Linked DNA regions of Mus musculus: region 2 is linked to region 1. Evidence: chromatin contacts called from public promoter capture Hi-C data. All regions are on one chromosome and are shown on one strand. The core of a region is the stretch at or near the end of the contact, and the rest is flanking DNA. Distances in the headings are between cores, read along the strand shown. Region 1 holds the start of Amdhd2 (amidohydrolase domain containing 2). Region 2 holds the start of Paqr4 (progestin and adipoQ receptor family member IV).

Evidence for each region. Promoter capture Hi-C pulls out the DNA fragments that hold promoters and counts their contacts.
Region 2: a contact with region 1 is called in a promoter capture Hi-C map of embryonic stem cells. The contact joins the promoter of Paqr4 here to the promoter of Amdhd2 in region 1. A contact is called at or near these places in 2 of 39 promoter capture datasets (cranial neural crest and embryonic stem cells) and 1 of 115 datasets of contacts at active chromatin or transcription factors (microglia).

The regions. Positions count from the first base shown.
Region 1 is chr17:24,161,518-24,165,682 of GRCm38.p6, reverse strand. Amdhd2 (amidohydrolase domain containing 2) reads left to right here and starts at 1,950. Exons shown (of 11, transcript NM_172935.4): 1 at 1,950-2,101; 2 at 2,351-2,487; 3 at 2,568-2,707. The coding sequence starts at 2,019. It overlaps Atp6v0c (ATPase, H+ transporting, lysosomal V0 subunit C), which reads left to right. Exons shown (of 3, transcript NM_009729.4): 2 at 801-984; 3 at 1,075-1,818. The coding sequence ends at 1,279.
Region 2 is chr17:23,737,947-23,742,111 of GRCm38.p6, reverse strand. It overlaps Paqr4 (progestin and adipoQ receptor family member IV), which reads left to right and starts at 1,782. Exons shown (of 3, transcript NM_023824.3): 1 at 1,782-2,252; 2 at 3,751-3,972; 3 at 4,113-4,165. The coding sequence starts at 2,087. It overlaps Kremen2 (kringle containing transmembrane protein 2), which reads left to right. Exons shown (of 10, transcript NM_028416.2): 10 at 141-913. The coding sequence ends at 351.

The DNA.
Region 1 (4,165 bases), core at 701-3,200:
GTAGACATCTTGTGGTTCCGTGAGATCCATAAGTCATATAGAGGAGGGGCTGGAGCTGTTCATGTCTCTTTTACCTCTGGCCCATGTTGTTTTCTGTGTATTGGGTTATGCACAACTTCCCCCACAATGGCCATGGGTGCCCTGGGCAAAGATTTTGGAGGCTCCAGTGTCAGCCATATTAGTAGCTCAATATTTCTTATAGGGTCTGAGGACAAGTGGCAGAAATGAGAAGAATTGGAGTTCAAGACCTGAAGATAGGAGAGGGAAACAAAGTCCGGAAGGGTAGCAGTCTCTCTTGGAGAGGTTGAAGTGGGGGGGCAGTACCAGAAGAAACAGATATAACTCTGTTGTCCTGTCTGGGAAGGCTTGAAGGCCCCACTGTAGGCAGACTCTAGGCAGGAACTGATTGACACTGGAGTGGCCTCTGGGCAGCTGACATGTAGCTCTTATGCTGGAAGTGCCTGGAGCTTAGGGTGTGGGACAGGGATTGCCAGAGTCTCGAGCAAGGCTCTCCTTGGCCCAGCCGCCTCTTCCACGTGACTATGTTGCCAGAGATCACAAGCTAGGGAAGGGGAGTGCTAGGGAACAAAGTCTGGTTTCACAGCAAACGAGCCCCCATGACCACAGGAAGAACTGCAGGCGGAAGTAGAGCAGGAGGTTGGAGGTATGGCTCTGCTAGTGGGAAGAGAAGTGGCTGCTGCTCTTGCTTGGCTGCCCGCCTCAGTTCTTGTAATGGGTGGGAACCTGGGGAGCAGAATGGAAAAAGCTGCTCTGGGCTCACTTACTCTCTCCTCCCACAGCCATGGGAGCCGCCTATGGCACAGCCAAGAGTGGCACTGGCATCGCAGCCATGTCAGTCATGAGGCCAGAGCTGATCATGAAGTCCATCATCCCAGTGGTTATGGCTGGGATCATCGCCATCTACGGCCTGGTGGTGGCAGTACTTATCGCTAACTCCCTGACTGATGGCATCACCCTCTACAGGTGAGTGCTGGGCCTTTCCTCCCAGGTGAAGTGCTTCATTGTCCTGTGGACAGGCAGATTGCTGACAACCTGTGTCTCTTCTCTCCCCAGGAGTTTTCTTCAACTGGGTGCTGGCCTGAGTGTGGGGCTGAGTGGCCTGGCTGCTGGCTTTGCCATTGGCATCGTCGGAGATGCTGGTGTTCGGGGCACTGCCCAGCAGCCTCGACTGTTCGTGGGCATGATCCTGATCCTCATCTTTGCGGAGGTGCTTGGCCTCTACGGTCTCATCGTGGCCCTAATCCTCTCCACAAAGTAGTCCTTTTCCACCATCAGTCACAGGATAGGATGTAAAGATCACCCCTCCTCATTCCAGAACGAACAGCCTGACACATGCACGGGCAGCTGCCCCTCAGTAGTTGGTCTTGTAAATGTGCAGTGTCCTAGTGCCCATTGTCTGTCGCCCCCGCCTTGCCCCTACTGCACCGTGCTGTGGACATACGGGCCCACTCATCTCCCACCCAGGCCCCTGACCAGTGACGAAGTCAGCCTCTGGTTACCCCACCCATCGCCCTAGAGTGCTCCTGTGTATAAGAATGAACTAGAGTTGTCATTTTTCTCTTCACTGGATGTTTATTTATAAAAGATTTGACCTATTCATGCGTCTGTGGAGCAGCTCCTGTCTCCCAACTATATAGTAATCATTAGTAGACTGTTGCCTTGTGGGGTTCCTGTTGCTGAGACTCCTTGGATGGAGCCACCCTTCCCCCTGCCCTGAACAGCCAGGGTGGAGGATAGAGTGCTACTGCTCCTCAGAGCTGGCTCCCAGCTGTGTCCAATAAAAGTTCTCGGATGTGACTGGCTTGTGTTCTGGCGCTTCTGTGGGCGGGCCTGGCAGGGTTTGTCATCATGTGGTCGCCACCACGTGAGCACCGCGGCCACGTGACAGCCCCTTCAGCTGAGAGTCACGTGATGCGACCTGGCCCCGCTTCCGATTACGGCTGCTCCGGGCTCTGCCGGCTTGCGCCCAAAGCTTGCTGGGTTCGGCGCGACTCACGATGCGTAGCGGGCAGTGCGCAGCGGGGGCCCCGGTGCTCCAGTTCACCAACTGCCGCATCCTGCGTGGCGGCACGCTCCTCAGGTCTGGGCTGCATGGTGCAGGCTTAGGCTGGGTATAGAGCTGATGATACGCCAGTGCGGGGTGCAGAGATGGGGATAGTGTAGGGCATAAGCCCTGAAAGGGGCAGGAATGTGGAGGGCGGGACTATCGTGGGTGTGTGGCCGGGACCAAGAAGAATAGTGGGTGCAGGGACAAGCTGGGTGCGAGATAGAACTAGGGTTTGGTTCCAGGGCCTGGTGGTGATCCAAGTGCCTACTACTCTGCCCTCAGGGAGGATCTGTGGGTGCGCGGGGGCCGAATCCTGGACCCAGAAAAGCTGTTTTTTGAGGAGAGGCGTGTGGCTGATGAGCAGCGGGACTGCGGAGGCCGCATCCTGGCGCCTGGCTTTATCGATGTGCAGATCAACGGTGCGGCCTGGCTCGGGCCAGGGAACCCAGGGCAGGAGCTCCGAGCACTGTGCTACCCCCCTTGTTTTCTGTGGCCACAGGTGGATTTGGTGTTGACTTCTCCAAGGCTACGGAGGACGTGGGTTCGGGGGTCGCCCTAGTGGCCCGGAGGCTCCTGTCCCACGGTGTCACCTCCTTCTGTCCCACCCTGGTCACCTCCCCACCAGAGGTTTATCACAAGGTGAGATGAGGCCGTTCTACCCCTGAGCAAAGGGGCCCTCAGGAAAGGACCACTTCCTTCACCCGAATCTGGGCTTCCTGGACTTGGGTCCGAGGGGGATCCGCCTCACTTTCAGTTGGGTTCTGCCTGGTCTCTGCAACTGCCAGTGCGGTTGTCCTCACGTTTCCTGCCCCGGTTCTCATCTGCCACGCCCTCCCAACGCCCTGTAGGCAGCCTCTGGGTCTCCTGAACTAAGGTCGCCTGGAATTCTGCCACAGCCATTGTCTCTTGTCTAGCTCTTCCTCCCTAACCTGCTTATGCTGTGTGACTCACATGAAAAAGCCTTTCAGAAAGAGCTGCTGTTGCTGTGGACTGGCTTCTGTCCTCACCCTTCCACCTTCTATCTTAGCAGGAGGTCTGTTGTCTTGTTCCAAATTTCATGTAAGGTTCTCCCACAGTTTTCCCGGTTTTTGTTTGTTTGTTTGTTTTTTCGAGACAGGGTTTCTCTGTATAGACCTTGCTGTCCTGGAACTCACTTTGTAGACCAGGCTGGCCTCAAACTCAGAAATCTGCCTGCCTCTGCCTCCCGAGTGCTGGGATTAAAGGCGTGTGCCACCACGCCAGGCTAGTTTTCCCAGTTTTAAGGAAGCTTGTTTAGGTTGCTGTCTTCATGTGTTCTCTGCGGGTTTATCCCTTAGACCTGAACTCTTGCTTTAAAAACGTGGTATTCTCTTATGCAACACAGTTGACGAATTTAGTAAATGAATGCTGTTATCCATACTCGAATGGATTTTCTCTGTTCCTGTTGTCAATCGCCGCAGCCAGTTTTTCTTCCAGGACAGGATCAGGGAGTGTGTGGTTGCCCGTGGCTTCCTTTCTGGTTGTGTAGACACAGAAGCAGAGGAGGGAACTGTGGGTATTGAGTGTGGGCTGTGCCCTGGGCTGCATAGGCGTCACTCTGGCCCCTTGACTTGCCACCCTTGGAAGACTCAAGACAACCTTACTTCTGAGTCTCAGTTTCATTAAATGGAGAGTGAGAACAGTCAGTGGGTGGTTGACAATGTCAAGCATTCCTTGAATGTCAACAAGGGATGTCTTTCTGGAACTCTCCCACAGTGCTCCACGGTTACAAGGGCAACCTATGGTCCTACTGCAGAAAGGTACTTGGTTCTCCCAGCTGATCTCTGGCAAAACCCAGAGTCGTCTATCAAGGTGACAGGTGTCAGGATGTGCCCCCTACTACCATTCCCTTGCTAAGCTAAGCTGCTTCTCTTTCCCCTCAGGCACATTCCAGCAGCTATAAGTGTGCCAGGTCCTCCTGGGCGCTTCCCGGAAGGCCTTGCTCCTGTGAGCCCTGCCCCCACGCCCCTTCTCCACCGCTGTGTTTTCCTCATGCAGCAGGCTCAACTGGCAAGGTGCAAGGCTGGGGTTCTCCCTTAGTAGGAATAGTCCTAAGGTTTTTCACCCTGGTGCCCCACT
Region 2 (4,165 bases), core at 533-3,032, 420 kb after region 1:
AAGCCTGGGCTGGGGGACGAAGCTAGGAAGGCCCTGGGTTCTTGAGTGGGCGAGGCCGTGGGAGAATTGGTTTGCAGGCAGAGCAGGATGTTAGAGGCAGGGCTGGGTATGGGTCCAGCTGACGTCTGCTCCCTCCCTAGGAGCTGTCTGCTGGCTCCAGGAAAAGGGTCTCTGGCCATGGGACCTTCCCGGGGCCCCGGGAGAAGCTGGGCTGTGTGGTACCGCCGGCCCCGAGGGGTGGCCCTGCCCTGTCCCCCAGGGGACTCTCAGGCTGAGGGTCCTGCTGCGGGCTACCGTCCCCTGAGTGCCTCCAGCCAGAGCTCCTTGCGCTCGCTCGTCTCTGCTCTCTGACCCCAGACGTACGTGAGTCCATCACCACTTCTGCCAGCGAGATGGACACCCGAGATATTATGCAGCACCCTACCTCGACCTTGTGCCCCTTTAAAAGCAGCTCGGTCTCTGATCATCTCGGGAAGACCAGAAGATCGGACAGGAAGCATCCAGTGCTATTTGGGAACTTGGCCTGACCCTTGGGGTCCAGATGACTGAAGCCAAAGGACAAAGGGAATCCAACACCCTAATTCATGGACCTTGATGTGATGGGTGGTGTTTGGTTTCAGGGTTCTTTGCGCCTCTTTTGGGGATGGTCCTGGACTGCTGCCCTCGATGAAAGGTTAGGGGCCAACAAAAGTGATCTAAAGCCGGGCGTGGTGGCGCATGCCTTTAGTCCCAGCACTCGGGAGGCAGAGGCAGGAGGATTTCTGGCCAGCCTGGTCTACAAAGTGAGTTCCAGGACAGCCAAGGCTATACAGAGAAACCCTGTCTCAAAAAACAAAACAAAACAAAAACAAAAACAAAACAAAAGTGATCTAAAGACTCAGTATAGACTTAAAATAAAAGGCCTATTTTGGTAGAGGCTTTAGCAAGTTCTTTGCGCGAGGAAGAACCTGTCGATAAGGGTGTGGGCAGGGGGGCTGCAGGTGGGATGCTGGGTGTCCACACTGTGAGCTTTCTTATGAGAGGATGTGGAAGTTGGTCTTGGGTAGTTTTATGAGGAAGAAGCGCCTTCCTTGTCCCTGCCAGAGTAGAAGAGAACCGACCTTGCTTCCCTGGTCTCCTGCCTTTGCCCGTTCCTTGCCTGTACTGGGCAGGGCTAAGGGTGTGCTTTGTGGGCGATAAAAGGGAGTGAATTGGGTGGAACCCAAGCTCGAAGCAGCCTGGCCGGAAGGGCTGGGCCTCGCTAAGGGTTCCAGGTGCACCACACATCTTAGACGCTTGGGTTCCCCGCCAATGGAAATATGCCTCCAAAGTGGGTAAGCGCCTGCGCTGCTCAGGACTCTTCTGGGGGGTGTGGGGGGTGGTGGTGGGGCGCTTAGCCAGCAGCACCTTGGACAGAGTCTGACTGTGGGTTTAGAGCTGGGTAGCCGGGTTATGTGCTTGAGGTAGGTGCCCAAAGGTGCGGCAACCTGAAGGTCATTAAGAAAGCTGGGGTGTGATAATGTTGGTAGACCCAAGGTGCTAGGCCACTCCAGTGGAGGAGCCCGACACAGAAACTCGCGTCGCAAGCCAACAGCCACTCCACGCAAAGAAGGCTGGAACCGCATATGTTAAAAAGAGAAGGCATGGGCGGTCTCGGGGCGGAGCATCTCCGTCCGCAGAGCCCATTGGTCCCTGCAACAAGAACGTCAGGAATCCAGCGCGCGAAACACAGGCAGGGTGGCGGGGGCGAGGAGCCGGGGTGGAGCCTGCTGTCCCCTCCGGCGTCCGGCCGCGCCCGTCCTCCGGGCTGCGGCGAGACGCCTGGCTGCCGTTGCGGCCAACCGGAGCTCTCCCTCCGCCGCTCTGCTACGGTGGAGCTGAATGCACTGAGCTCCGACCTGGGGTTGCCAGCTTTCTCTCCCTTGCGGGGGCGTCGAACTCGCGCGTGCGCAGCGCGTGAGGGAAGGGGGCCGGGACCTCCTTGCTGACCCGGGCAGGGCCACCGGATAGCCGGAGGTGAATCGGGATGAGCTTCCCAGCGCTGCAGCTCCACTGAGAAGGAAGCCCAGGCGCAGAGGGTCGCCGGTCGGCCGCAGTGCGTGAGGCCATGGCATTCCTGACCGGGCCTCGTCTCCTGGACTGGGCTAGCTCGCCGCCGCACCTGCAGTTCAATAAGTTCGTATTAACCGGCTACCGGCCGGCCAGCAGCGGCTCGGGCTGTCTGCGCAGCCTTTTCTACCTACACAACGAGCTGGGCAACATCTACACACACGGTAGGTGAGCCGCGCCCCGATTCACGCTTCTTGCACTCGCGGCCGCCTTGCCTGTGAGCACAGCAGCCCCCCAAGCTCAAGTCCTGGACTGTCCCTGCTCTGGTTGGGTCAGGCGCCGCGGTGACAAAGCTGCCATTGTCCCAAGCTTCGTTGCCAGCTCCTGCTTTCCCAGTAGTGCCCCAAAGCAGGACAGGGGAGCAGAGTGAGAGCCAGCTTAATCCGGCTGAGCTCTAGGGGTAAGAATCCTGGTATCCCCTTGATAATCCTGCGCCTTGGGCACCCTCCCCCTCCAGCGCTCATCCTGGAGATGGGCGTTCACTGGCTAGGAGGAATTGGAGAGAAGACTGCCCCTGCCTGACCCAAGCCCTTCCTCGCGATAGCCTTGAGTCCCCACGACCATAGCAGTACCGTGGGGCTCCGCTTTCCCCCACCCCGCCCCCCAACACACTTCTTGCGGGCCCCTAGAGCTCTGCTGACACAGCCCTGGCCTGTCCTTGAGCCGCCCCAGCTGGGAGAGGGAACTAGAGCCAGCTAGGTTTAGACTTGGGCTTTTCTCTAGAGGAAGAGCGCTATTGTCTAGTCAGACCCCCACCAAGAGTGGGGCTGATGCCTGCATTTGTCCTCTATTAAGGCAATGCCAACTGGTTGTGGGGAAGGGAGGAATGTCCAAGAAAGGCCAGCACTGGAAAGAACAGAGCTGAAAGCGCCCCAGTGGAGACAGGATAGGCTTCTTCCAGTCCTTTCCCCTCATTCTGGCCTTTCCTGGCTTTCTTTATGGAAAACAAAAAGACCCAAAGCCTCCATCTGCCTGGACATTTGACAATGTTAAGTAACCCTGAGGCTGGTATGTCCCTCCTGTCCTAATCAGAACTCAGGCTGAGGTCATGCTTCTCCAGATTTCTGCAGGACGGACAGACAGACAGACAAGACAGACCTGGTCTGGCCTCCTGTGTGGCAGGGAGGAACTGTGGCTTTAGCCAGGAATTGGTCTGCCCTGGTTCATCATCCTCTCTCCTTTGCCTACTCGCTGGGCTCAGCTGGGACAGATTACTCCAAGCTAGTTTTTGCACCTGCAAAGTAGGGCTTATTGTCTCTGCTTCCTAGATCTGCAGTGATCCTGACAGACAGTAACCCTTCTGAAAGTTTGTAGCCCGCAAGACCTGCTCTGTGTGGGCAGGCAGCAGCACTGAACTCTGCCTTGCTCTGACTTTCGTTTGTTTTTCATAGTCAGGCCACTTTAGTTTTTTTATTTTTAAACATACTCATAGTGTATGAGTGGGTGGGCAGGTGTACTTCTGCCCAGGAATGTGGAGGTTAGAAGACAATTTGTGAGAATTGGTTCTCTCCTACCATGTGGAGTTCAGGATCAAGTTAAGGTTGTCAGGCTTAACAGCTTTTACCGACTAAGCTATTTTCCTGGCTCCAGTTGGTACCTTTGTGGATATGATTCTCCTTTTATGCTGATTGTGTCTGATATATAACTCTCCCTCCCTTCTAGGGCTAGCCCTGCTGGGCTTCCTGGTGTTGGTGCCAATGACCATGCCCTGGAGTCAGCTGGGCAAGGATGGCTGGCTAGGAGGTACACACTGTGTGGCTTGCCTGGTGCCCCCTGCAGCCTCTGTGCTGTATCACCTCTTCATGTGCCACCAAGGAGGCAGTCCTGTGTACACCCGGCTCCTTGCCTTGGATATGTGTGGAGTCTGCCTTGTCAACACCCTTGGTGAGCCAGGGCCCCAGAGAGGTGGCGGCAGGGGCCACTGGTGGGAGCTGTGGGTTGGGAAGATCAGCTAATTTGGACTTAAACCCTTTCTCTCCTCTCCTCTCCTCTCCCCCCACCTCTCTCCCTCCCTCTCTCTGCAGGAGCCCTGCCCATCATCCACTGCACTCTGGCCTGCAGACCGTGGCTTCGCCCA